Regions from separate parts of the Mus musculus genome. Here region 2 is linked to region 1. Evidence: chromatin contacts called from public Micro-C data. All regions are on one chromosome and are shown on one strand. The core of a region is the stretch at or near the end of the contact, and the rest is flanking DNA. Distances in the headings are between cores, read along the strand shown.

Evidence for each region. A called contact is a pair of places that touch in the nucleus more often than the background predicts.
Region 2: a Micro-C map of embryonic stem cells shows a contact between it and region 1, with 3 times the contacts expected there. A contact is called at or near these places in 2 of 39 promoter capture datasets (the C10 cell line and embryonic stem cells), 5 of 484 Hi-C or Micro-C datasets (all in embryonic stem cells), 1 of 130 datasets of targeted methods (forebrain) and 1 of 9 other capture datasets (adipose tissue).

The regions. Positions count from the first base shown.
Region 1 is chr19:25,234,234-25,239,015 of GRCm38.p6, reverse strand. Kank1 (KN motif and ankyrin repeat domains 1) reads right to left here and starts at 2,041. Exons shown (of 14, transcript NM_181404.6): 1 at 1,699-2,041.
Region 2 is chr19:25,608,589-25,613,244 of GRCm38.p6, reverse strand. Dmrt3 (doublesex and mab-3 related transcription factor 3) reads right to left here and starts at 2,708. Exons shown (of 2, transcript NM_177360.3): 1 at 1,978-2,708. The coding sequence starts at 2,446.

The sequences.
Region 1 (4,782 bases), core at 792-3,291:
TCCATCCTCCCTTGTAAAAAATGTCTCCTAGTTCCAGGACAGCCAGGGCTATACAGAGAAACCCTGTCTCGAAAAACCAAAACCAAACAAACAAACAAACAAACAAGAAAGATGTCTCCTGAGCTCCAGTACACATAAGATCATCAACCTAGTTTTTGATGTAGCAATGCCTGTAGTTTCTTTGTAGCCAGTTTGGGCAACATTTTTTTTTAGACTTTTTTTTTATATATATTTTTATTAGGTATTTTCCTCATTTACATTTCCAATGCTATCCCAAAAGCCCCCCATACCCTCCCCCCCACTCCCCAACATTTTTTTAAAAAGTACTTTTAGGCACTGGGAGTGGAGCCCAATGGTAAAATACTTATTTAGCAGGACTGAGTTGGAACCCCAGTACTAAAAACAATCCTTGCTTTTAAACTTGAAGGGTCTTTCCCCCCCCCCTTTAATCTCTCTCCTTTGTGCACTTGCAAGCTCTGATTTCTGTAGTCTTTCCTTGTCTCCTGTCGCTCCCCCCAATTCCACCCCCTCCTCCCAACCCCCAACCCACACCCATCTCCAGAACTCACTTTTGCCATAGTAACTCAGTCAACTAGCACGACCTGTGGAGGAGGCAACCCTCGCTCAGAAAGATCACCAAAGGCCCCCGTGGAAGCTAAATGAATTCCCAGCTAAGTGAATGTCTGCACGGGCAGACAGACACTCCTCCATCCTCACCCTTTTTAATCTCCCCAATCAACTGACACACTTTCCCGCAGCCGCCCTGCTCAGCACTTTCCCAAAATTTAGCTGTAAAACAACCGAAGGTTGATTACGTGTCTTCTCACTATCTATCTATCCCTCTTACCCGAGGGAAGAGACAGAAACAGCAGCCGCTCGGTCCCGGAGATGGTTTTTGTGGAGAGGTGGGAGCGTTGTTGATGGCATAATTTTATTATTATATGAAAAGCCAATGACTCATGAATTTTAAAGTATATTGATGTGTATTACATCCAACTTTTAAAATAAAACTTAAATAGATTAAACATTGAAGAGCCCAACAACTTACTGGAGAGCGATGCACGAAATGAGAAACAAGATAACTAAGTACCGCATAAAAGCCAACTCTAACAAACTCGCAATTAACGCAAGGAGGCTTTGGTTCCCAAGTAGCCCAGGTGACAACCAAGGTCACTGATCCGGGGGATTGGCATTCCTGATTAGTCTTGGGCTCTCGGTCTGATTCCATACTTTAATTAGACGAACGGAGAGGCACCTCGGGAGAGAAGTGCAGAAAACAAGCGCTGGGGGACGCCACAGAACATTGCCAACGCGAACAACGAGGCCTGCGCCGGGTCAGCCGCGCGGAGTCAGCTCAGGCCGGACCGCCCGCGAAAAGTTGCCTTTGAAAGTTGCAAAGGGACCTGGTGAGGGGGGATGAGACTCACCAGCTCCGCGGCTCCCGAGCGCGGGGTTTCCCACGTACCTGCGCGACCAAGTGTGCCCCGGGACGCTGCCACCCGTCCTGCTGGACCTGACACTGCAGGTCCTCAGGAACTCAAGCAGGTCCCGGAGCTTAGGGCGGCCCCTAAAGGCCGCACCCACCCCTCCCCCACGCCCAGACCCTGCAACACCAGCTAGGGCCACCTGCCGCTCCGGGACCGGGATAAAGGAGCACTAATCGCCGCTTCCTACTGCCAGAGGGTACACCAATCTTACCCTGGGACGCCTCGGAAAAGGGCGCTGCACTGCACTGCACTGCACTCCGGCTCCGAAAGGACGGCTTAGTATCAAAGGACCAGCGCGCCCCACTCCAGGTCGGGAGGCGCCGCCCCCTCGAGCGCCAGCGGTGATCCCAGGCGACTGCTAGCCAAGGCAACCCCACGGACCTTCCCAGGGCAATCTCAGGGCCAGTGTCGCCGTGCGCTCCAGCACGCGCCAAGAGTGTGAGGCTGGGCACCCTGTTGGCTCAGGGTAGAGTCGGAGTTCAGGCGCCCCAGATCGTCCCTGCAGGGGACAGGAGCGCAGCGTTGCCACTACTCACCTCCAGCGCCGCGAATCTGGAGCTGGCACAGGGCGGGCGGCTCGCGGGGAGGGACCGAGAAGCGCTGGGCGGGGCCTCGGGCAGCGCCAGACTCAAACCCCAGTTACACTAGATCGCGGAGCAGAATCCTGCAGTGGCCGTGCAAGAGTAACTTGCGGCTGCCGGGAGCCACCGAGTGCAGGGACACAAACCGGCTGCAGCTCTAACCGAGAAGTCCGCAAGGCACCGCGCGCTCTTTGTACCCGAGAGCCGGCCGTGGAGAGCCCAGTGCGCCTGCGCGCCGCCGCGACTCTCCTAGGCGCACCTCCACACCACTGGTTCCTACCCGCCCGAGCGACCCTCCCATTCGCCCTGGAGGGGGTTCGGTGCGAGCAAGTTTTCGACCTTGGGAGCTGGGCGCGCCAGGAGCAGAGTAGCACCCTAATAGCGCCTGTTACCGGGCGCCGTTAAGACGTTGGCTTGGGAACCTGAATGGAGTAGGAGACTCGAGGTTTCAAGTCCGCTCTGGAGCCGATGGAAAGTTCCAGCCAACTAGCAAGCCGCAGGGACCTAGATTCATTCCTTCCAGCACTCCTAGCAGAGTGAGGAGTCTGGAGTCCAAACTGACAAGGCCTGGCTACAGGGTGTGGAGCACAAGAAAGAAGTCACTTGTCCCTAAAAGCTTCATCAGAAGAAAGGGCAGTAGATCCACAAGAGATGAGTTGGGAACTGAGGCACAAGTCCTCTTTCAAGAAGATGGCCAAAGACAGAGAGTCCAGTGATCAAAAACAACATAACTGCTGGGGAACATAACAGAAGCCTGGAAGCCGGGCAGTGATGCTGCATGCCTTTGGTCCCAGCACTTGAGAGGCAGAGGCAGGCGGATCTCTGAGTTCCAGGCCAGCCTGGTTTACAGAGTGAGTTCCAGACAGCCAGGGCTACACAGAAAACCAAAAAGAGAAGAAAGGGGGTGGGGAGAAGAGGAGGAGGAAGAGGAGGAGGAGGAGGAGGAGGAGGAAGAAGAAGAAGAAGAAGAAGAAGAAGAAGAAGAAGAAGAAGAAGAAGAAGAAGAAGAAGAAGAAGAAGAAGAAGAAGAAGAAGAAGAAGAAAAAATCTGGAGCGAGGAGGATCCTTTGCTAAATAGCAAGTTCCAGGCCAGGCTGAGCTATATGAAAAATGGGTATTGCTAAAACAACCATAAAGACAGATTTGAAGGTTCTGATCGTCTCGATTGTTTCGTGCCCACTCCACCACACACACACACACACACACACACACACACACACACACACACACACACACAGCACCCCTTCTCCTAGACCAGACTGTTAGAACAAGCAAAAGGCAATGGGTAACAGAGCAAAAGGTCTCCTCCTGGGAACCTCAGTTTCTACATGGGTTAAGAGGGTCCTTGGATTCAGTAGATGGTGTGGGAGACACCACTCATACAGGATAATTCCTGAGAAACGTGCTTACAGGGAGAGGATCGGAACCATGGGATTCCTGTTTTTCAAATGTCCTCACCTGGCTAGCTAGACTGCTCAGTCAGTGGGCTGTAAGTTCAGGAAGACTGGCTGCCTTAGTAAATAAGGTGGGAAGCCGTCCAGGAAGACATCTGACTTCAAGTTCTGGCTTCTACATGCTCACATGAGTATATATGTTCATCTGCACACACTAGTGTGCCTACACATGAACATACATACATACACATGCAAAAAAAATAGTTTGTAATGCCTACCCCTCCAGAATTCCAAGTCTTGACTTCCCCTTCATTTCTCCCTCCTTACATTTACTCAGCAAGCATTAAACATATAGGATCTCAAAGAGTGGGCCGATGTGATCAATAAAACACAGCAGGCCCAGTGTGGTAGTGCAAGTCTTTAGCCGCAGCACTTGGGATACAGAGGCAGATGCATCTCTGGGGGTTCAAGGCCAGCTTGGTCTCCAGATTATTCAATGCTACACAGTGAGACCTTGTCTCGGGGATGAAAAATAGATTCAATTTTCAGATTTATATTTGAAATTTTATCTTTGATTTACTCATTCTTTTACATTAAAGCCAATTGACACATCATTTAACTCACCCTCACTGTGCACAGTTGGGGGGTGTTTGAGTGTATTCAGAAGTACCACTCATTGTACCCTGCAAAGAAACCCCACAGCCATCAGCAGCCTCCCCTCCCCTCCCCTCCCCTCCCCTCCCCTTCCCTCCCCTCCTCTCCCTTCCCCTCCCGTAGCTCCTGGCAACCACTAAACTGTTTACTTTCTGTCTCTAAGGTTTGCCTGGTTTTTGTTTCCTATGAATGAAAACATAGCGATATGAAGGCTCTGAAAGCTGGGGCCTCTTTCCCTTGGAATAACACCTGAAGGTCCATCCAGGCTGTAGGATACCCCATCCCCTCTGCAGCTCCCCGCAGTGAGACAGGACTGGGAATGACCTAAAGAGAACACCAGTCTTTAGAATGGAATGGTTCACAGAGGGAGGCAATTCTTGGAAGTGCAACATGCAAAAAACAAACAAACAAACAAAAATCAGTGATGTGCTGGTCTTCCAGAGAAATTCTAACCCATCAAACAAGTACTCTGTGCGTGCATAGGTCTTTTTTGTTTGTTTGTTTGGTTGGTTGGTTGTTGTTGTTTTTCAAGACAGGGTTTCTCTGTGTAGCCCTGGTTGTCCTGAAACTCATTCTGTAGACCAGGCTGGCCTTGAACTCAGAAATCCGCCTGCCTCTGCTTCCAAGTGCTAGGATTAAAGGTGTGCACCACTACTGCCCGGCACG
Region 2 (4,656 bases), core at 1,459-3,958, 370 kb before region 1:
TTGTTTTTTCCCCCTCTCTCTCAATTACTTGTTCTCAATTTGGAAGGCTCAGGCTACTTCTGAGTAGCTCGTGAACATAGAAGGAGAGAAATCCTGCACCGTGCCTGGTTAGCACCCTTGAAATTCTTTGCCCCTTTTAATTCTCCTAAGGCTTGGGCCCTCCTGCCTCAACTTGGCCTCCTCAATGCCCTCATCCACCCCCTTTTCTCCTTGCTTTGGGTTTTGTTGGCTCTTTATACATTTTGGCTATGGAGAAGGACAACCCGTTGAGAACCACGCGATGCTAAAGGAGTCCCCTCTTGGACAGAGACCACAGAACTCAAGGTTAGTGCTCTTTAAGAGCTGCTGATAGGCAGCTGGGCACTGTAAAATAGCAAGTTGAATTTTTAACTCGACCTCTTCTTCTCTAGTCCAGGGGACTCCCAGAGCCAGGAAAACCAGGAACGGAAAATTAAAAGTGGGTAGCATGGAATTCTGGGACTAAGACCAAACACCCCTTCTTGTTCTCAGGACAAGCCCTCCTCCCACAATAGGCTCTAGTTTCTCTACTGTCAAATCCACAAATATAAGATGAGGGTCGTGGGGCGGTGCTTCTGAGACATGCTTATATGTTCCTTGTTAAATAGCCACAAAACCCAGCCAGCAAACTGCTTTCTGAACTTCAGGCCTACCGGGCACAATTGAGCCAGAAGGTAGGACAAACTGGCCAAGCTACCTACCACCTCACCACACACCAACAGTGAGTAGCCCCCCCAGACCCCCAGTTCAGCACAGTGCTCTGGGGTTCTCTGAAGAAGAGCAAGAGCTGTCATTGAGCAGCTGAGAAAGTAGAGACAGAGGCTCTAGCTACCAGAAAAACTACGGACCTTTCACTCCTAATTCCAGTACACCCCATTCCGAAGGAGATGGGCCTGTCTCCTTTGTACGTTTACCCAGTGAAGGGGAAACACCAAACTCCATTGAATTCCGGTTGCCAGGAGGCTGCGAGCGGCCAGGAGTAAAGCTAGAGGTTCCTCGGAGGAAAGAGAGGAAGAGGCTTAAAATAGGGGCAGCCGGACTCAGGGACTCAGGAAAGAGCCAGAAAGAGAGAACTAAGTAGAAACCGGGGTCTGCCCACTGTCAGGGCTCAGAACCCTGTTAACCCATCCCCAAAATCAGAGCATATCTGAACAGCGGGAAGCTAGATGGCCAGAAAGCCCCTCATTATTTCAGGCCAGGCCAACCCCGCAAAATCCTGGAAAGGCACTTGCTAGGTTTTCTCCACTGTAGGCCAAGTTTTGGTTTTAATTTCTTCACACCACAGCAGCCCGGGAAATGGCAATAAAGGACCAAAGAAGTAGTTCAGCAAAAGAGAGTTAAGTAGCTTCACTTTGGAGCCTTTTCCTTAGAGTTCTTAAAAGGCGCCTTTTTTTTTTTTTTTTTTTTCAAATTCTAAGTCTTGAGGCCTCTTAGCCTGGCTAAAAAAAACAAAACGACTCCTAGTTCCTTTAAGTAAGAGACAAAACGCCTGTTCCGGACCAAGCCAAGAATCACCTAGAAACAGCAAAGCACTGGGCCCTGACTGCTAGCCAGCACCTACTTACCCCCTCGCTCCAAGTGAGAGCCCCCACCCGTCTAAAACCCGCAGCCCGGATAACCCTCCTCATTGTGGTGTGTTTAAAGTCGGTCTTCCCCAAGACATCATTTTATTTTTAAAATTGACCTGCTATGTTCCCTTTCAACCCGGGGAAAGCCTCTGACGATAGGGACACAGCCAGGCGATCTGGTTGGCCCCTCTGGCGGGCTCCTGGGTTCCATCGGCTTCAGACTCTCGAGACCCCCTTTCCGGGAGAGTAAGAACCGGTGCCTGGTGGGGGTGGGGCAGGTCCAACCAGGTCCACTTCCCACAAACTTGTCTTCGGCCTTCCCCCACGATCCCGAAGAGCCCTCGAAGCTCCCTCATTCGGAGCGCGACCCCAGCGCCGCAGACGCTCTCACCTGGTTTAGCAAGCTGCGCTGGCAGCGTCCCGGGCTGGGGCTCCGCGACCCAGCGCAGCGCGGCGGCCGCGGCCAACTCCGCGGTGGGACGAGGCGGCGCGGGCGGCTGGGACGCTTGGGAGGCTGGCGACGACTGCGAGGCGGTAGCGGCGGTGGCCGCAGCGTCCCCCGGCGGCGGGGGCCCTGGCAGAGCCCGCAGCGAGTCCGGGATGAGGCTCTCCAGGCTCTCGTTGGCCTGCTGCCTGCGCAGCGCCACCTGCGCCGCCATCACCCGCTGCCGCTCGATGATCAGGATGCACTTCTCGCAGGTGCAGTCCTTGAAGCGACAGTAGCGCTTGTGGCCCTTGAGCCAGGACAGCACCCCGTGGTTCCGGCAGCGCGCGCACTTGGGCGTGCGCTGCAAGGGCGCCCGCGGCGGCTGCGACACCGGGCCGCCCATGTACAGGTAGGGGGAGCCGTAGCCGTTCATGCCCAGGGCTCCCCCCGGCCGGCGGCGGGAGCTGGAGCACAGAGCTCGGAGGCCCGCTCTCGGGAGGCCCCGGAAGGTCCGCGGCGGCCGGAGCTACGGCAGCAGTCTCCCCGGCTCCGATGGCGCTCGCAGCCCGCCGGTACCCACGCGTGCCGCCTCTCTGCCCGCCGCTCTCGGGGCGCAGGCTCCACCCGCAGGTCCTCCCACGCTGAGGCTCTCCAGCAGCTGCAAGGAGCCGGGGAGAGCTCTGATTACGGTCTGAGCCACTTCCTTCCCTGGTCCCTTCCTCGCAGACTGGACCCAGCACCTCCTCCGCCACCCTCCCCCCCCAGTCCCTCCTCCCTCCCGCCGCCACCCCCCCCCCAATCGGGGTCCCAGCCTCCTTGCGCTCCCCACGCGCTTTCCTCCTCCCTGGCAGGCACCCCTCGGGTTCCTGCACCTCACCTTCCCCGCCACCTGCAGCCTGGCCTCTCAGGCGGGGGCGCTCACAGCCCCCTCTGCCAAGCGCTCTGTTACCCCTTCCTGAGCCGGGAGGGACTGCGCCGCTGCGGTACCGCGGGAGCGCTGGGCGGACCGGGTGTGGGGCGGGGGACGATGGGGAGGGGGGTGGGTGTTTGTAAGCCAGCCGGCAGGCCTCTCCCCTACCCTCTCACGTCGCTCCAGCACTGGCCTCGAAGCACTGAGCCCTAGACCGCTTTCCTTCCCACCCTTGGCCTCAGCCATTCGGAGCTTGCGAGGGAATTGAGGGTACTCCGCAGGTCGGCCCCGGGAGAACCGGGTTTCAAGAACCGGAAAGTCTCCACCTGGCAAGAGGAATCAAAAGAGGGGTAGTAGTGATTCGGGAATTCTTCGCTTGGTTTTGCAATCTAGTTTCTTTTTCATTGCTACAGAAGAAAAATGAGTATTTTTTTTTTTAATCTGTCAGGCTTCAGGAAGACAACTCGTTTTATAGGGTAACTTCAATTTTCTACTTAACCTCCTCTTGTCTTTAAAATAAACAATCTCTGCCTTGAATGACCTCTCTGCCTTGGACTGCCAAGTGCTCTCTTGGATGTTTTTCTTAAGCACTGTTTAAACTTTCCGAGGGTGTAGGGAGAAGACACATTAGTGGCCCCAAAGTTACCTGGTATTTTGTTCACGCAAAGGCCACTGAATCAGCCAAGGTCCGGAATTGCCCAGTTCAAATCCCCACAGACGCTGTGTTTTACTTAAGAATAAGGAATAGACCCTACTCGTAACAATCTTTGCGTGACGATGAAGAGTCTCCTGTATAACCTTAGACTGCATAAGCCTTTTTTTTTTACAGCATAAATTTCGTTTATACTCTTTGCTTGTTTTCAGTATTGGTTTGTCCAATGTCGAGTATTACTACGTACGTGTAGAGAAGGCTGCCTTTTTTCACTCAACCAAGAAAACAACCGAACAAAAATCAAGGCATAAAGTAGGCTCAGGACCGCTTTAACAACTCAGTGGGAAGGAGCCAACGGAAGTCCCGGACGGTCTTTTAGCGGCCCCTGGGAACGTGCGCTCCGCTTCTTACTGTGTGGGTGAAAGTTAACGTAAACGGGTCTGCTGCGGTACCTGACTCCTGAACTGCACAGAGACCATAGTCTCTTTCTGGAGGTCGCTTTCCAGTGCCCAGCCCTACCGCCAGCCAAGGAAGAGAGCATCGCTGGCAATCTTGAGTTTGCTGTGAATTCTAGGACTGTGTCGTCCGAGGTTCAAGCAGCAAGCTCTCTGCCCAGAAGAGTGATTTGGAACCGGGAGAGAGCTTTGAACGCGGAATATAAATGTAGCTTTGTACCTTTTTTCCCCCTCGATGCCCTTAGCTACTCGGGTTTCAGGTGCGTGGAGGAGTTGATAGTTGTTCCGGGCTGACCTGCTGGGACTGGAAAGGAACCCCTTGCACACGAATGCTATCTCCAAGATAATTTCCCCAAAACTGCACGGAACCAGTACCCCTGGCTTTTGCCCTTTTCCCCCCACCCTTCTAACCTGGCCTCTTTCCACCCTTGGTCAGAAAAACAAGTTTCTAACTCTACAACTAGTAGGACTTTTGTAAATTGTGGAGACGGGGCACAAGGGTCACGCGTTGATCTTTGGGCCCCGAAACAGGGGGGAAAGGTACAGAAATCACTTTTTATGCTCTGCGAATGGCACGAATCTGGGAACTTGTACTGTTTCAATCTGAAATCTGTGCGTCTAAGAAA